Regions from separate parts of the Columba livia genome. Here region 2 is linked to region 1. Evidence: chromatin contacts called from public Hi-C data. All regions are on one chromosome and are shown on one strand. The core of a region is the stretch at or near the end of the contact, and the rest is flanking DNA. Distances in the headings are between cores, read along the strand shown. Region 1 overlaps EDC3 (enhancer of mRNA decapping 3). Region 2 holds the start of CSK (C-terminal Src kinase).

What was found. A called contact is a pair of places that touch in the nucleus more often than the background predicts.
Region 2: a Hi-C map of crop shows a contact between it and region 1, with 3 times the contacts expected there. The contact joins the promoter of CSK here to the enhancer-like site in region 1. A contact is called at or near these places in 2 of 2 Hi-C or Micro-C datasets (crop and liver).

What each region holds. Positions count from the first base shown.
Region 1 is chr11:19,323,447-19,329,450 of bColLiv1.pat.W.v2, forward strand. EDC3 (enhancer of mRNA decapping 3) reads right to left here. Exons shown (of 7, transcript XM_021283356.2): 5 at 845-998. Among named protein-coding and RNA genes, the nearest start is that of CLK3, 16 kb to the left of the region's middle. Within about 2 kb of position 2,320, at least 1 of the 3 cell types and tissues checked has an H3K27ac peak away from gene starts, as active enhancers do.
Region 2 is chr11:19,361,463-19,367,466 of bColLiv1.pat.W.v2, forward strand. It overlaps CSK (C-terminal Src kinase), which reads left to right and starts at 3,501. Exons shown (of 13, transcript XM_065077051.1): 1 at 3,501-3,948.

The DNA.
Region 1 (6,004 bases), core at 1,070-3,569:
TGCAATTGTCTGCCTGCATCAACAGCTATGGTAAGTGCAGGCACAGAGCGGACCTCTTCAAAAAAGTCAGCACATATTCATGCAAAGAGCAGTAAGTGCACTCCAAACCTGCTCAGAAACTGAGCCTCCAAAAGAGCAGAATATTCTCGGTTTAGGTGTAGAAAGGTAATTCAGCATTGTGGAAAGCTAAGCAGCACTTCGTTTTCATGAGCTGACTTTTGGTTTTATTGACATCATAAAACTGTACCACATAAAAACAACAAAGGAAAGATTTACTTATTTGCTAGAAGGAGCAGCTCGTCAGAAATTCTGAAACAGTTTACTCTGCAAAGCTCAGTTCCCTGAAAAACATGCCCAGTAAGAAGAGAGAAAAATCTCAGCTCTGTTCTGTCTTTGACCCAAGAGGCACTTCTGCTTCTGGGATGCAGAAGCCAAAGAGAAGCCCTTAGTAAGCCATTCATCCACATTGGTATGTTCAGCCAGTTCTTTTCCAGAGAGGCTAGAGTTGGAAAAAAAAAGCAATGTGAGCATGGAAACCTCCTCTGAGCAATCCTCCTGCTTCAGGAGCCTGCGCCTCACACTTGTTGTCACGATTATTTGGGAACAGGCTGATGCATGAGTTACAAACACACGTCTGCACGGTGTTGGGATGAGTTTTCTCTTTGAGACGCAGGGAAGGCAGAGAGGTGACAGCTGCGGGACTAGCAAAGTGGCAGCGGGCATCCACATTATACTGACTTCAAAAGTAACCTCTCAGCCTTTTTACCTCACCCCCACTTAGCAGAACAAGATAAGTCAAGCTCTGCTGAGTGGCAGCAAACCCCCAGCACAGGAAAAGGTTTACCTGTTGGGTCCTCCAAGGAGGCTCAGGGCCATCTGACTCGCACACACTCCCGTCATCTCCAGCCTGCGCTCCAGAGTCAGCCCGTGCTTCTCAGCAACCGAGAGCAGCTTCTTGTGAAGCTCGTAAGAGACGCTTGGAACAACCAGCCCGGAGTCTAGGGTTGAAAGAGAGGCTCTCATCAGAGATTTTTTCAGAATGCCATGGACTGGTAAAGTTTTATATGATAGCACTTAGAAACAATGACGGTGAAAAGGCCGGTTAGCTGTTACCAAGGGTCTGCTTAACCCAGTAATTCAGGTTCCTTCTGAGGCCCTCAAATGAATCCAGCCAGATCACTCTGAGTGAAGCAGTGACAGCTAAACACAACTGCTGGGCTTGAAATAATGGACATTTCCACAAAAATTCAGCAGCCAGCTGGCAATTTTAGCAACATGTGGACTGAGAAGACTTCTTTGACTTACAGAATTAATATTAAGATCTTCCTTAATGGTCTCCAGGCCACCAGTACTTTAACCCACACCTATATGAGTGTTCTTAATCTCTGTGAAAGTCAGAAGAGAAGCTGTGAACCAGATACTCCCACAAAAAAAAAGCCTGGATGCATTATGCTTCCTGACATTGGACACCTGTCCCAACCTTCCAGCCCCTAATCCACATATCACAGCAAAACAAGACATCCCACATTTACAGGGTAGGTGTCCCTACCACCCGAGCTGAAGGGCTGGCTGCAGGCACAAAAGCTGCACCACGATACACTGAAGCAGCAGGGGAATATTGCAGCTGAAAGAATAAAGTCAGCAAAAAAATACTTCCCAGACATTTTTGACAGCCTGGTCTGCGAGCCAGGAAATGCTCCAGCATGTGGATCAAGAGAAAACAAACAAGAGAGGTTTTGTTAAGCGCTGAGACCAGTGCCTGCAGTAGGCAGCAATACGAGCCTTCCTGCTCGCTTCTACAGCAAAGCTGCCTGGAATCAGCAGGTAAGAGAAGCACAAACCTGAATAAACCATTCTGGCCAATTCGTTATATGTTCATTCTCCAAGCAGGCCAGGCTGGCACTGACTTCACAGAAATAAACCCTGCAGTAACACACGTCAACTCTCCTACAAATAAATACAGGGGATTTCTTGCCACCAAAATGCAGCCTAGTCTGAAGTGAGCTCCAGCAATTTTTTGACAGTGTGTTGAGTTGTGGAGGACAAGAAAACTGAAAAGAATTTCTCATGGTATATGGAGAAAGAAGTACAAAACATCAGTGAGAGGGGAGAAAACTGCTGCAGCAGCCAGCCGCATATCCCTGAATATCTTCAGCCACAGAAATCAGCCTCTTCATCCCAGCTTTTTTCCAAAATAATTCTGATATCCATGTCCCTTCTTCTCTTGAAACATCCTCCCCCATCGTTCACAAGCACCGCTCCCAGCTAAACCAGCAATCCCAGCAGAGTCCAGCTGTACAAGGCCCTGGGAATTTACTGGGAAATACACTTAGCTCCTGCTCTGCAAGACAGGGAGGTGACACCTTCACACTGCCATCAGCTGCTCTGCCGCTGAGCTCGGGGTGACGGCGGCCAGCAGGGTGCTGAGGGCAGCCCAGCGCCCAGCAGCACGGCAGGACTGGGATCGCCCGCGCTAATGGGAAAGAGTCGTGGGAACGTGACACGGCCCAGCAAAAACGCTCTGCAGCAATACGAGCTCAAAGGGGAACAGCTGCAGCATACATATCCGCTCGGAGAGGAAACCTCGCAGGCTCGGGCTCTTCTGCAGGCAAAAACCAGAGCAAGAACTAGGTGCAACGAGCAAGTGCCACATTCAAATGAGCAAAGCAGCGTGTATTTTGATTGTGAGGAATTATTTGTGCTGCCGTATTTCCCCAGGGTGCCCCGCTCACAAACCGCTAAGTCAAGTTACAGCGGAAACGGCAGGTTTTGCACATCTTGAGGTTTTCAGAGTCAAACTGGAGGTATTCCTGCACGGTAACAGTAAAAAGTTGTGGAGAGCAGATCCTGCTGAATCCTTCTAGCCTTTATTTCTGAACTCACCGGCTAGTGCTTTGCTGATACAGAGGGCCCAAACGTGTTCACACACTTGACCTTGCATGCTAACTGCCAATTAAGCTCTCGCCGCTAACAGTCTTTCATTACATGCAGCACACATGCGAGCATGCACATTATCAAAGTCCTTTCTGCCTCCTGATAGCAGCCGATGAACATTTGGAATCATAAGTCACTAATAATCCTAAACCCGCCCCACTAGTCACGCACCTGCCCTGCGTTCACACACCCTCTCAGCCTCTGGAGTCACGCAAGGCTCGGCTCTGCCCCTTGCCCATTCATATTTTTGTAACTTCATCAGGTCGTGCTTTTTCAAGCTTGAGGGAGGACGTGGAATGAGTGACCTGAGGTCAGGATCTCTGCAAACAGTTTGACAGCACGCAGCTTCCACTAACCTGAACCAGGGGGCTCCCAAACTGTGGGTTTGCTCCTTCCAAACTGCAGGGCCACAAATTCCCAGCTTAAATTTTGCACAAACTCCCAAGTCTATATTCATACCTGTCCAATTTTGCACAACCGTCACCAGTGGCTTCTCTGTAACCATTTACAACCACGTCCCCCAGACCAAGAGCTTTTGCAAGCCCGCATTTACCATCACCTAGATGCAATCCAGTGCCCAGTGAGTTAATGCAAAGCGGGTTACTGGGAGGCATGAGATGAACTTGCATTTTGCATGCCAGTGCTACACTTTGTCCTAATTGCTCCCTCTCAAGAGCAGGCTTAAATGCCAAGTGAACTTCCCTTCTTCGCACTCACGCAAGGTCCAACCAGTCAGACTGGCTTATCAAAACCAGGTCGAGGGAGTTAAATAAACTCTGGCAGAAAGTGTAAACCCACAAACAATAACACTACTGCAACAAACCTGAACTCCTGCCAACTTTAATTATGTTTGGGTTGGACAGTGCATCTTTATTGTTTGGTAATGAAGGTAATAAAATAAATTAGCTCAGGCCTTTTAATATTAAATAAATGTATTTTACAGCTGCCTGGAAAAGAAAAAGGCAGATCCAGACTAAACAGTTTCGTGACACGCAGAGTATTGCTGAAGCCTGATTAGACACGAAGTATTCTGTTTATGAGGCACACTCTGTCCTGGGCACTGTGACTGCGACCAAGTTATCTCCTTGAGCTTCACTGTGCAATGTTACACGTATACTGGGTGGATTAAAACGTTCTTTGCCTGCTGAAGGACTGAGCTAACTCTGCAGAAGTTAACAGAATCAAGAGTTTTTTCCCCAGAGCAACATTGCTATCAGAAGTGTGAATGCCTTCTGTGCTTTCAGTTGCAGGGGAAAAAAAGAGTGGGTTGCTCTTAGACTAGATCAAGTGTGTAAGCCCCATCTTTACTATTTTAGGGTTTTGGGTTTTTTTACAATGTACTATTCCTCTCTAGCTGCTAAAATAAACACATGGAAGCTGCAGGAATGGAGGAGGTGGAACTAGACTTAGGATTTCCTGATAGCTGTACGTAAAGCCATCCACTTTCTCCTTTCACTCCAGGTTGCAGAGCCACACAGCTCGTGGTCTAAGATTCAGCTACATGAAGCGGGTGTAACACAATTACTTGTCCCACAAACTTCAATTATTTTCTCCACAACCTTAAGGGCTTGGTTTGCCTTTTTCTTTAATCATCGTTATTTTTAATTACGACAAATTCTGTGGGAGATCTGGCTGATGTTGGCATGTCAGCCTCTCCCAGCATTAGTGCACAATTCACTCTGGCTGAGCAAAAAACTGTCCAAGGGACAAAGAGACTTTTCCCCCATGACCACTTTGTTTTCTGCTGCGGTTGGATACAGTGAACTTAATCTGCACTCAACTCAGAGATCCCAGAAACACTTCACACATTCAATATACACAATCGCTGTAAGGCAGCCATCCATAGACTGAAGAGCTAAAAGCTAGAGAGCAGAGAAGTCAGTCAAGGACATAGCACACCAAAAAAAGAGCCATAATGTCAGCATCATCCTCACAGAACAGACTCCGCCTTAGTTTTGTAGTCCGACCATGGCACCCAAGCTCTGCTTGCTACATTGATTTACTTCTAAGTGCAAATTTTCTTTTGCTATCTCCTTACCGTGGGGGGGAAAAAAAGGTTTCTTGAAGGACAGGCTTGAAGTCTGGCTAGGGGAAACACCGAGAAATGTTGACACTTAGTCCTGCTTTCACTTAACAAATGGCTATTTCAAATTTCTACACCAGCTGAATTTGAAAAATCCCACTTATTTTCCAGAAGAGACACTGGGATGGAAACAGCATATTTTCTACACTAACAGCATTAATGAGAAGAGAACCTGCTTTGGACAAAGCCTTACTAGTCTCTCGGGGAAAGAAGTACATCCCTTACCTACGTGGCATACAGCTCTCCTCTTTATTCATCTTGGTGTCCTAATAAAGACACTTTCTTGGCAGAAACAAAGTGAAGAGGAAAGGAGAGCTGAACTAAAAAAAAAACAGAACAAGTTGGAGAGCCTAGTGTGCTTGTGATTATACTACAGAGTCACTGATGACAAACTGAGATATTCCATCCTACTGCAAACTCCTCTGAGCTCAACATAACCGCACAACGTTGGCTTTGCAGCTACTACTGCAAGATCTGATCCCAAACCACCATGCTGTTCAAACACATATCGTTGCAATGATGACAGACAACAGAAGAAACAGAGAGAGACCCGTGCCAACATCCCATTTTCTAGCTAGACAGCTCTGCAAGCAGAGAAAGACAGCTTACACCTTAGGAAAAGAAAAGGCCTTTCCAGAGAAGCAGATTTGGATTAAAGCTACACTTGCCCTTTCAAGCATCAAGTAACAGCAGAGACCCACATCAACAGCAGCCAGCCCAAAAGAGTAAAGACTAACTAAATATTTGGGAGAGATTCATACATGGAGCCCCAGGGATGGACTCAGCTCAGTCGTGATCAAAGACCTGGCAAACTCTATTAGCTTCAAGTTTTGGGTTTTGTTTGGAACAGATCCCTACCTTCATTCCCTGCTGGCTTCTAAAACACACGCTACTACACCTACATGACGGACTGGCTCCATGAAATTAGCTCTCAGGAAAGCATCCCGGTGGACTGAAATGTTTATCAAGCTTTGCCTACATCCTACA
Region 2 (6,004 bases), core at 2,251-4,750, 39 kb after region 1:
GGCAAGGATGGAGTTTGTCCCTCGGTTAAGAAGGGATCAATGAGGATGCAGAGATAACCATTTCCTGCACACAAAGGGCTGCTGGAGAAATGGAACAGCCTTAAATCTGGCTGTCTGCCAACCCTGGCATGGGCATGGTTTTCCACGATGGGAAGGAAAAGAGTGGGACAGGGGACTCCGGAGCTTGTGATGAGGAGCTGCCCTGGAGACACATCCCTACAGGGCCACCAAGTCCTGCAAGCACTGGCAGTGTGAGCCAAAAGCCTGTGGGGTTTCAAGGACTTCCTAAATCCAGAACACAGGATGGACAGCTGGGACGCAGCCGGGGCTGGCAGTCACCTGTGTGTCCCCAAAGCTGGTGCTGGGTGTGCTGGTGACAGAGCAGCACTGGCTGCTACGGAGCAAGATTAGATCCAGGAGGGTTGCACAGGGGATGGGCTCTTGTCTCCCTCCATATACCACCCACTGACTGGCCCCATAATAAGAGGTCCCAGTTGACCATTCTGCCCTTGTGCCCCTAAAATCAGCTCCCTGAACCTCATTGGGGTGGGTAAAACAGGGCTAGTGCTGAGCCCCCCCCCACCCCGATGCTGATGGGGGGACACAGGCAGAGCAGGGCGTCCAGCCTGATCCCACACAGGAGGTGAAAAGCCACCCAGCAAGAGGCAACGTCCCCAACCTGCTCCCCTTCTGCTTTAATTAAAACCACTCTGGGAACAAGGGATCCCTGGAAGAACCTTTGAAATGAAGGTTTTTGGGGCCAGCACCAGCAGCAAGAAGCCCCCCAGAGAGCCAGGGCTGTCTGCCAGTGCTGCGGGGAAGGCAGGATCCTAATTCACTTTGGCACTTCTGAAGCATTTTTATCCCCTCCCGCTGGGGTTTGGGCCATGAACGCCCTCCCGTGGCATCTGTCACAGCAGCTCCACGAGTGCCTCTCGCTGCTGAGCAAGGGCGAGCGAGGGGTTTTACCCCCGCTCGAAGTTTTCTGGGGGGAGGCACATTTGGGGAGGGGGATCTATAGGGAACCAACCCCCCTGCAGAGCATCCCTCATTCCCTATCACCCCTGTAGCTCTGGGAGGCACAGAACCAGTCAAACCTGGTTCCCTTTGGGGTTTTTTCAGCTCGAAGGTAAATTCTGGAGGGTGGAATGAGCTGAGAGCTTTCAGGCCAGCTTTCCTCTGATGTTCCTAGCCCGTGCTTGTGGATTCTCTGTTGTCTCCTACATCCAAGGCAGTAACCCTCCCCTTTCCCTGCCCACTGTTCATCCAGCCTGTGCTGCCTGAATCCCTCGGAGGCACCAAACCTGCTGCTCAACAGAGACTAAATCAGCCCGTGGCTGCTGAGAAGAGGCAGATCAACAGGGCGGGCTGTTGCCCATGCTTTGCTCCGTTAAGCAAAGGAAGATCGCCTGGTCGGGATTTTATTCTCAGCTCCTCCTCTCTTGCATTTTTTTTGCTTTTCCTTTTCCTGCTGATTCCCACCAGCTGAAGGGCCCCCTCTCCTGGTGCAAGGCAAGGAGGTGGCCATCCACCTCTCCTCCACACCCATCCTTCCAGCGAGGGCATCACCCACCCTCAAGCCAAGACCCTTCCTGGGAGAAATCCCATCTAGGACATTGCACAAAGCCGCGCCCAGAGGATTTCTCTCTGGATCTCCTGCATGGCCCAGCCTCAGGGTCCTTCCAGACTTCTAGCTACTGTCACGCAACAAACTTGCTCGAAATTCCCACCCGCTGATGGAAATACCCAGAGGGAAAAAAACTGAGTCTCACCTTCTTTCTCCTAGGTCCCTGGCCTGTGCCTGTGAGTGTGCATGGGTGCAGCGATGCATGTGCAAGCCTGGGTGGGTGCAGCGATGCGCGCATGGGTGGGTTTGGGCTTGCATCTGTGGGAGCATTTCTGGTGCAAACAGATGCAGGAGCTGGTTTCGTTTCCTCCCAGAACCACTCTGCTCAGGGGCTGCGCAAAGATGAGCCCATTCCTCACCTCCCCGCTGCTGAATAAACCTGCGAGTCCCCAGGGGAAGCTTGGGGCTATGAAGGTCCTGGGGTGCCTGACTCCAGCAGTGGGTCCCAGGCTCTTTCCCACGCGTTGCAGGAGCAAGGACATGCTCCCCAAATATAAGACGGGCTTTGCAATCCACCCCCTGAGCCACTGGAATCTCCTTCTCTGTGTCCCCTCACCTTCCCTGTTCCCTGCAGTCCCCCTCACAGACTTCTCCATCAAGTCTTCTTGGTCCCCTCATTCCAGGGAGAGCATCCTCCCTTCCCATCCTAGGACTCAGGCTTGTTTCCTGAGCCCCCAAAGCCCCTTATCTAGCAGGAGAGGGGCGAAGGCAGGTGGGAAAGGTTCCTGCCCCCACCCCAACCCTTGGGAGTATCTTACTCAATGCAGGGAAGTCAGCCACAATCTCTTCCCACGCAATGGCATTCTTCCCTGGGCTACTGGAGCTGCTGGCACTGTCCCCTCTGGCTGGGCTGGTTTCTGGTCACCCATACCTCAGTGGGAGGGATGCTGAAGCATGGGGAGAAGCAAGAGGTAGCCAAAAAGTGAAGGGAGGTGAGCGCCTGGGCTTCCTGCTTTGCCGTACATGGCTGCGGCAGCGCCAGGGCAGGAAGTGACAGGCACCTCCATGTTGTGAGGTACCATCGCGCTTCGGTGTTTCAGCAGCCTGTGGAAGAAAGCGGGGGGTCTCTGGTCCCCGCCGGACCTGCTGCCTGGGCCCAGCACTCGTGAGCCTGCACTCTTCCCCAGGGATGGATGTGCTGGGGATGCAGCAGACACCTGACCACCTTGGGGGATAAGGAAACGTGCCATGATGTCCAAATGCCATTTCCCCTCTCCCATCACTCCTTCAATCCTCTTCACTTGCTGGAACAGCCCCTGACACCAAAACCACATTTTCAGGGAGGCCAGAGCCCAGGCAGCTGCCCGCAGTGAGGTGCTGCCCTCACCCCATGGCCTCCCAAAGGTGCCAGTGAAGCCCGGGAAGGAGACATGGGGAGGTGCCCAAACGAAGACTACCCCTGCTCCCTGTCCCCGCTGCCACAGCCGGAGCCCCCACCCTCACCACTATTAGCATCATCATAATTTTTGCTATTACCGTCATTGTAGTGATTATATTATAGAACGGTATGCTTTGGCTTGGAAAGGACCTTGAAGAGCATCTAGATATTATATCACATACATCATGATATCATGTCATATTATTTTGATATTTAAGCATTTTATTATTGTTTTATTATTATTTATTAATGGGTTATTATTATTTATTGTTGGGTCACTATTATTTGGTGTTGGTTTTGTATTACTACGTAGTATTAGTACTACTTTGTGCCCACGCAAGTACCCACCGAGCAGGCGCCCTGGCCCATGCAGGAACCCAAGCGAAGGCGCGGGGCCGTGTGCCGCTGTGGGTCCCAGTGCGATTCCCGCTGCGGGTCCCGATCCCGGTGCCGGTTCGGGTCGCGGTGCAGTTCCCGGTTCGGGTCCCGGTGGCGGTGCGGGTCACAGTCCCGGAGCCAGTTCGGGTCGCGGTGGCGGTGCGGCGGTCCCCGGCAGGTGGCGGCCCCGCGCCGCTCCGTACCGACCCGGGCCGTGCCGGCGCAGGCGCGCTGCTCCGGGCGCTCCGATTCCGGGCGCCGCTTCCTTCCAGCAGGCCCGGGCGGACCCCGCGCCCCTCGTCCGGCCCGAGGTGCGCGGCGGACGCGCCCGCTCTCTCCCCTTTATTCCCCTCGTACCCCCACGCCCCCGAGCCCCGCCGCACCCGTTCCCCGCCGCACCGGGATCGGCCCCGCCGGGCGGCGGCGGCGGCTGCTCCGGCGGCTCCGGCTTCCTCCGCCCCTTCCGCCCCCCCGCGCCCCCCCGCCGGCCCAGCCGAGCGCGGAGGCCCCCGGCAGCGCCGCATGGAGCAGCCGGCGGCGGGCTGAGCCCCCTGCCCGGAGGGAGGTGAGTGCCGTTCCCCGGCCCCCGCCGCACCGGGGATCCCCGCTGCCCGGGGAGGGGGGGGACACGGCATCGGGAGGTGCTCGCCCACCCCCCCCCCCAGCCCGTATCCCTCTGTGTTTGCGGGGGGATGCGGATCGGGGGCTGGGAGCGCGGCGTAGCGCAGACAATGGGGCCTGCGGGGCGGGCCGGGGGCTGCGGGAGGGATGCGGGGGAGGCCGGCCGCCTCCGTGCCGCTTGACCCGCTGGGTGACCCCATCACGGGCCGCTTCTACTCCCGCTCAGCCACTGTCCCTAGGGACCCCATCATTCCTCCGCCGCGGGGGCTGCATCCTTCCAGCTCCGGGGATGGAGCGAGCGAGGGACCCCGCAGCATCCCCTTCCCCCGAGGAGACTGTCGCCTCTGTCGCCTCCCCCAGACCGGCTCCCGGGAGAGGGGGCTGCCTCCTCTTCCTCCCTCTCCATCCCCATCCCATACAAAGGCCGGGGCCGTTTGGGTACCGGGAGCTGCTGGCGGGGTTTTTGAGAGCGGTTGGGGTGGAAGGAGGGAGCTCAGTTCGGGCGTCAAAATGGGCTGGCAGCAATGGGGTTTTATTTTGTCTTTTCTTTTTTTTTTTTTTTTGGTCAATAAGGCGGTGACGGGTTATTTATAGCAGTGGCTGTTGGTCGTAGGTTTATTGAGAGTGAAACGGGCTGTGCCATTGTGCGGAAAAAAAGAGTAAAAAGAGATTACAATTGAAGGTGCGAGAGCAGGAGGAGGGGGACGGCTGCCTTCCCCCCGGGACCAGGGGATTTTGCCCCCCACGTTCCTGTGGGGTTTGTTCCCACCAGACCCACGCAGGAGCTCGTCCCAATCATGGCAAGGTGGAGAGTGGCTGGGGCGGTCCATGGCAGTGCGGCAGAGGGATGCAGGAGGTTTCAGGAGCATCCCTGGGAGAAAGGGGTAGTGGTGAAGCAAAGCCTCAGGATGGGGAGCAGCGCTGGGATAAGCCCCTTGGGCTTATCCCCTGTGAACCCAGGGAGTTTTGGGGTGTGCTTTGCCCTGCAACTGCTGCTTCCCCCTATCTTTTCCATTTTGGGTGGGTATTTGCAAGAAAAGCTTTGAGTTGCATCCTGGTGTGCCCCAGACTTACGCTGGGGCAGCTTCCCCAGCAGCCGCTCCCCTGCACGCCACGTGCCCATCCCTGGGGACACCCTGACACCCTCCGGGACCAGGGACTGGGATGCTGGGGCAATTTGTGGGGTAACAAGGGGGCAAAATCACCTCGATGAGGTTTTTTTGTAGGAAAGAGGTGGACCAGGAAAACCCCTTGGCGATGGGGAGGCCGGGAGCATCTCTGCAGGCCTCCACCTGCCTCTGACTATCCCCCAGGTGCCTTCTGTGGTCTGAACAGCAACATCTTCTCTTTTTCTTTTTAAAAGAAGAAAAAAAAAAATGAAGAATAAAGGAAGCCATCCCCCTTTCCCATGGCGGGGCACGCAGTTGAGGCTGGGTTGCGAGACCAGCAGCAAAACCCTCCGTTGTGAGCGCAGCCAGCTCGCTGATGAGATAAAGGAGGAACGTTTTTCTTTCGATTAGAGTAATCATAGATGTAACATGTAATAACAGGCGATAAGATCTTTTGGAGAGAATGAGGATGTTGTCTGTTTTGGGGTTGGTTTTTTGTCGAAGTTTAAAGAAACTCAGGTTGTTGATCGTTGAGATGCTTTGGTGAGGGTGAGATGGATGAGCAGAGAGAGGTGGATGGGGATGGTGCCCACACACCTCTTTCTGACGGGAATTAAGCTTTTCTACTGTCTACAACTAAACTTTATTTAAAACAGGGTTGTCCTAACTGATACTGGGCAGGATCTGCTCCCCGTTACCCTCTGGCTAATTGGGTTTGAGATGGAAATGGAGCATCTTTCCCCCAACCCACCCTGTCGTTGAGGATGGGGAGTTTCCAGGAGGAGTGAAACCTTCCCCTGGCAAGGCAGAAAACAGCCCAACCTGGCGCTTGGCTGTGCTGAATTGCTTGGGTGGCTCCCTGCCTCTTTCTTTTCATTATTCTTTATTTTT